Regions from separate parts of the Mus musculus genome. Here region 1 is linked to region 2. A link is a contact called in public HiChIP or PLAC-seq data. All regions are on one chromosome and are shown on one strand. The core of a region is the stretch at or near the end of the contact, and the rest is flanking DNA. Distances in the headings are between cores, read along the strand shown.

Evidence for each region. HiChIP or PLAC-seq counts read pairs in DNA pulled down with a chosen protein or histone mark.
Region 1: a FOXA1 HiChIP or PLAC-seq map of pancreatic cancer cells shows a contact between it and region 2. The contact joins two enhancer-like sites. A contact is called at or near these places in 1 of 39 promoter capture datasets (hippocampal neurons), 1 of 15 datasets of contacts at CTCF or cohesin (the NIH/3T3 cell line), 2 of 484 Hi-C or Micro-C datasets (cardiomyocytes and myocytes), 2 of 115 datasets of contacts at active chromatin or transcription factors (bone marrow-derived dendritic cells and pancreatic cancer cells) and 2 of 9 other capture datasets (adipose tissue and liver).

The regions. Positions count from the first base shown.
Region 1 is chr1:135,181,887-135,184,586 of GRCm38.p6, reverse strand. No RefSeq gene overlaps it. Among named protein-coding and RNA genes, the nearest start is that of Gpr37l1, 16 kb to the right of the region's middle. Within about 2 kb of position 1,411, at least 80 of the 459 cell types and tissues checked have an H3K27ac peak or open chromatin away from gene starts, as enhancers often do. A contact at or near this core is called in pancreatic cancer cells, where this site is marked.
Region 2 is chr1:135,465,812-135,468,511 of GRCm38.p6, reverse strand. Nav1 (neuron navigator 1) reads left to right here. Exons shown (of 30, transcript NM_173437.2): 9 at 723-871; 10 at 2,503-2,673. Among named protein-coding and RNA genes, the nearest start is that of Mir1231, 12 kb to the right of the region's middle. Within about 2 kb of position 1,406, at least 94 of the 459 cell types and tissues checked have an H3K27ac peak or open chromatin away from gene starts, as enhancers often do. A contact at or near this core is called in pancreatic cancer cells, where this site is marked.

The sequences.
Region 1 (2,700 bases), core at 162-2,661, 280 kb after region 2:
GCACTCACACACACTGGTTGAGCCTGTGCCAGGCATTGTGCCTGAGGGACAATCGGGTCATCTCATTTCATCTACACAACAGTCCATGGGTAGGTATTGTCAGTCCTGATTTACAGAAGCCATTCAGTGAGGACAGGCCCAGCCCAGATCTCACAGCTGATTGGTGAGGAACCAGGATAACCGATACCATGAATTCTCAAAATTCCACCACTTACACCACAATACTCTGTGCTGTCAGCAAATGCTCAGCCGAGGTTATTCACAACTCACCACTGCTAGAGAGCTGACTCAGTCACCCAGGGCAAGCGCTCCTGGGAGGTGGGTAGCAGAGGGTACCAGTAACCCTACAGTTGACAGACCTACCCCATCTGACTGCACTGTGCAGCTGCAAGAGGCAGAACTGGATCTTTCTTCCCACCTCCAAGGGATCCAGCCCTGTGATGTCATACTGCCGGGCAGGGCTTCCAGGGATTGCTGACGTCAGGAAACTGATCCACTCCACCCAGGAACTACTGTCGCTTGTCTGCATCTTAGCCATGAATGTAACTGCAGACCCTTACGAGTCCTCGTCCTGGCAGGACAGAGAAGATCTGTGGTTCCGGGATTTAAACTCATGGATGATTTTGGAGCCTCAAGACGGCTCTCTGTGTCTCTCGATAAGTCATTTGTCCTCTCTGGAAAACCTATAGGGGTGGTCAGACTCCTTCCTCAACAAGACAAATCGCCCAAAAGAGGTTGGAAGATCATTTTCCAAATGCCAGTTAGAGAGTGCCGGGAGCAGGGAGTGGGGGAGGCGGGTGTGTGTGTGTGTGTGTGTGTGTGTGTGTGTGTGTGTGTGTGTGTGTGTGTGTAGGTAGGACACCCAGTTGGTCCTGTTCTGTGTCCTCAGCTGTGTTGCTCCCCGCTGTGTCCTCTCCATCTCCACCCCCCTCTAGTCCCTGAGAGCTACAATGCACATGACTCACCCGGCTCTCTGCACCCAGTTTCAGCCTCACCCCACCCCTGCCCTTGGCTTTCCATTTGCTGTTTACTCCAGGGAGGGAGGCATAGGTGTGCCTGGTCACCTAACCCCAGAGGGGAGAGATACAGGATTCCAGGCTTGAGCCCCAGGACTCTGCTGGCTTCACTCCCACTGGTGATCTGGGGTAGGGATAGGGTTGAGTTTCTAGCAAGGTAAAGGGAGTGGGGAGAAAAAGGCTTCAAGTGGGCCCCACAGAGCCACCTAGCACTCTGGTCCATAGTCTCTGGTCTCCTCCCCCGCCCTTAGTCTTCCGGGGTCACCAGTGGTTTCAATTCTCCCCACCCCCACCTCCAGCATTGTTTGGTGGAGCAGCCCTGCCTAACCCTCACCCTGAGGACACCACACAGAGGTAAGGACACCCTGAAAGTGGTGGGAGCCAGCAAGGCTGCTGCTAGCTCTGAGGTGTGCAGGGCCAGGCCAGGCCAGGCCAGGCCACTCCCTGTGTTGAACTGGTACAGGGAGTAAAAGGTCACTGGTCCAGGACGCTGATAACCTTGTGTTGGGCTCAGAACATGATAACCCCAAGTATGGCATCTCAGCATGGTGCAGACTCTGGAGAAGTCCTGAAGGCTCCAAGTTAGCTCCTGCCTTTAGGTCTCCTAACCCTTTGTTCTCCCAAACTCAGTGATAAATGTTAGAAATCTTCCCCAAGGTAGATCTCAGACACTAGGCACCCTCTCCCCGAAAGTCACATAAAACTTAAAGAAAGCCGATCTCTTCTTTCTCCGCTAGAGACCCTGTGCCGAGGGGATTCCATGGCAGGAAGAGGACAGGCTACAGCGAGCACAGGAGGAATCTAAATGGGTGACCAGCTTTGCTGGGTCCACTTTTTCCAGCTCCATCCCTTTCCTGTGTCCAGACATATTTTTGCTCCAGCTGTTTGTTCTCCATCCTTCCTCAGCAGAGAGGATTTCCTTTCGGGGTCTTTGTCCTCTGAAGGCTCTGGGCTACGCGAAGCTCAAGCATTGTCTGGACACATGTGCTCTTCTGTCCTGACTTTTGTTGGTTCTGACCTAGGGAGTATGTGAGGAGAGGTGTCACACCTTTAACCTGCTTCAGATAGTGATGGAGAAGGGATGGGGGAGGGAGACTCCCTAGGACAGAGAGTGGTGACAGATACTGGACTGTGAACCTGGAAACTTGGCTCTAAGCCCTGACTTGGCTACCATTTCCCTTTGTGACACAAGGTTTGCCCATTAGCACATCTTGGTGTCACTGTATAAGCATCATCCACACAAGGCAGGGGCTCAGTCAGTCCAGGCTGCTTCCAGGGACCAACCTTCCCAAAGCCTCATCTATCCCTGCATCTCTTCTAGGGAGGAGACAAGAGACCCAGTTGGGTTGTGAAGTAAGGAAAGGGTCCCCAAACAACCCAGGAGTTCTACTCCAAATACCTAGGGGGACCTGCCCCTCCCCAGGCCCAGGCTCCAGACCACAGAACAGAAAACATAGGCAAGCAGGTGGAAAATTCCCTCTGGCTCTCTGCCCAGGCACCCTGGATTACAACTGTGCCAGCGCAGGCAGGCAAGAGCCGGGAGTCCAGGGTACCAAAAGATCGCCCAGCAGTTGCTTTGAGGCCTCGGTAGCTCAACTGTCTCCACTGTCCAGTCGCATAAATTATACTTTGCTCTGGTGGACAGAAGGTGTCCACCACAATTTGTTAAAATCTGTGTGCATCT
Region 2 (2,700 bases), core at 157-2,656:
GCTGTGAAGAGACACTGTGACTTCAGCAACTCTTATAGAGGAAAACATTTAACTGGGGCTGGCTTACAGTTCAGAGGTTTAGTGCATTATCATCAAGGCAGAAAACATATCAACATGCAGGCAGACATAGTGCTGGAGGAGGAGCAGAGAGTTCAGCAGGCCTTAGAAACCAAGTGAGCCACAGTGGGCCTAGCTGGAGCATCTGGGACCTCAAAGACTACCCCTAGTGGCACACTTCCTCCAACTTCACACCCACTCCAATAAGGCCACTCCTAATAGTGCTACTCCCTGTGAGCCTCTGGGGGGCCATTTACATTCAAACCACCACAGTTGTCCAAAGTTACCACAGCCCTATGAACTGCCTCGATGCAGTTCATCCCCTCACAGGGGACTTCTGAGACCACGCACATAGGCAAGGGACAGGGGGTGTGGATCCTCCACTGTCAGATACCACTGACTTGGATACATGGGGACATGTGTCACCTGCCTCCATGTGGCACCATAGAGCCCTGCTCTGTGGAGGAATTTCTAAAACCTCCATCCACCCTGTCCCCTTCAGGAGCTTTCAGGGGACAATCCTGGGTTGCCTCCGACCGATCCTCCTTTTCCTTGTCCCTCTTCCAAAGTCCCCTCCTACCCCTAGCTTAGCCATCCCTCACACAGCCAAACCTCTGATGTCACTTTGTAGCAGCTCAGACTGTGTCTCTTTGCTACTTCTTCAGGTACCAGCTTCAGTCCCAGGAGGAGACCAAGGAGAGGCGGCACTCCCACACTGCCGGTGGGCTTCCAGAATCCGACGACCAGGCAGAGCTGCCATCCCCCCCTGCTCTCTCCATGTCCTTGAGTGCAAAGGGCCAGCTTACCAACATAGGTCAGTATCTGCAGTCATTCACTGTGGCAAGAGATGAGGCGGGGCTCACCCTGCAGAGTGAGTGAGGCAGCAAAACAACTAGGCATTTTGGCTCCTGTTGTAGTGGGGTTGCTTCATGGTGCCTCAGTTTACCAACCCAAACTAAAGATGAAGGCAAAGTGTTCCAAGGTCTTAGACTAAAAGGTTGTCCCTGGACACAGCTATAGGGTCCTGATGGCATCAGAGGGTCTGAATGACAAGCAGGGCAATCCATACACTAAGACCCTGAGCTTAAGAAAGTCCATGACAGTACTGTCCCGGGCAGCTGCTGGGAGGGCAATACCAACCTATGGGTTTGGTGAGCTGAAGACAGACAAGGGTTGATTGTAGAGTGAAGTCTGTCACCAGAAAAGTCCAGCTCTACCAACTGCTCGGGCTGAGCCCAGGCTATCTCAGCCCTAAAGGCAGGCTGACTAAGACACGCCCTAGACACACCACACCCTCTTTAAAGCCTTTGGAGAGAAGGAAGTGGCTCTGTGACTCAGACGGGATGGGAAAACAGGCTACAGGAGGAGGGGCTGGCTCCAGCTCAGGCCCACACCAGCCCTGGTTCTGGGAAGCACTGTGCCATGACTGGTTTAATAGGAATCTCTTTAGACTAGGTCTGGAGTAGACCTGCCATTTGCTTGCTGTATCTCTTAAGTCCATCTCTCCTCTCAACTAAGGGGGGTAGGGAGGGGGGAAGCAGGTTTTGGGTTGGTTTTTGTTTTGTTTTGTTTTTTCCCCAAAGAGGACTTGTAACATCTTTCGATGCAGGGACTGTGGGGAATTTGAAGAAAACTAGGAATGGGGGTCCTTTATGCCTAAGGAAGAGTCATTTGGCTTCTGTGGGCTTATCAGCCTGTTTTCTGTCTCCATTAAAGGCCAAACAAGAATAAAAGCCATTCATGCTGTCGAATGAGGGACTGGGCTAAACAGTAACGATCTTACTAGTTCCTGAGGGCCAAGACAGAGGGGTGACTTCTTCTCCCCAGGTCTTTGTAGGCAGGGAGGGTGAACACCCACATACCTGCATGGAGGCAAGAGGTCCGACAGGGGAACACCACAGGCTCTGACCCCTGAAAGGCATCCATCTAGCAAGGGAAAGTGGGGTTGGCCTCTGTGGTTGACCCATTTCACAGGTGTGGATTCCGTAGCCTCTCTGAAGCCTGGTTTGTTTCCTCACTTGGATCTGAGTCTTGGTCTGAGTTCTCAGTCCACCCCTAAGACAGCTTGTGTTTTTGAGAACCGCACATCCCATTTTCATCAGCACATCCTGGTGATGTGAAGGTTTCGGGAAAGTGGCCAGGCCCCCAGCCTAACCTTCAAAAGCAACCACTCCAAGGCAGTCAAGCATTCAAGGAAGATCCTTAGTACAGACCATGGAGTCCTTCTCCATCAGGGCCCAACCTTCCCAGGAGGGGCCACTCCTAACCTCCAGCTGCTTGCACACCCCCACGGCCCCACCTACTGCTCCTTCCTCTCCTCCCTTCTTCCCGTTTGCCTTTCAATGACTCCTGCTCCGTCCCCACAAGGGACCAGAGAGCTGATGACCCTGCCTCTTTTCCTGCCTCCCCCTCCCACGCCCCTCCCCCTCCCCTCTGTCCTTCCAGTGAGTCCCACTGCGGCCACCACGCCAAGAATCACCCGATCCAACAGCATCCCCACCCACGAGGCGGCCTTCGAGCTGTACAGCGGCTCCCAAATGGGGAGCACCCTGTCCCTGGCCGAGAGACCCAAGGGAATGATTCGGTCAGGATCCTTCCGAGACCCCACGGATGATGGTGAGACTTCGTGCTAGCGCGGTTCAC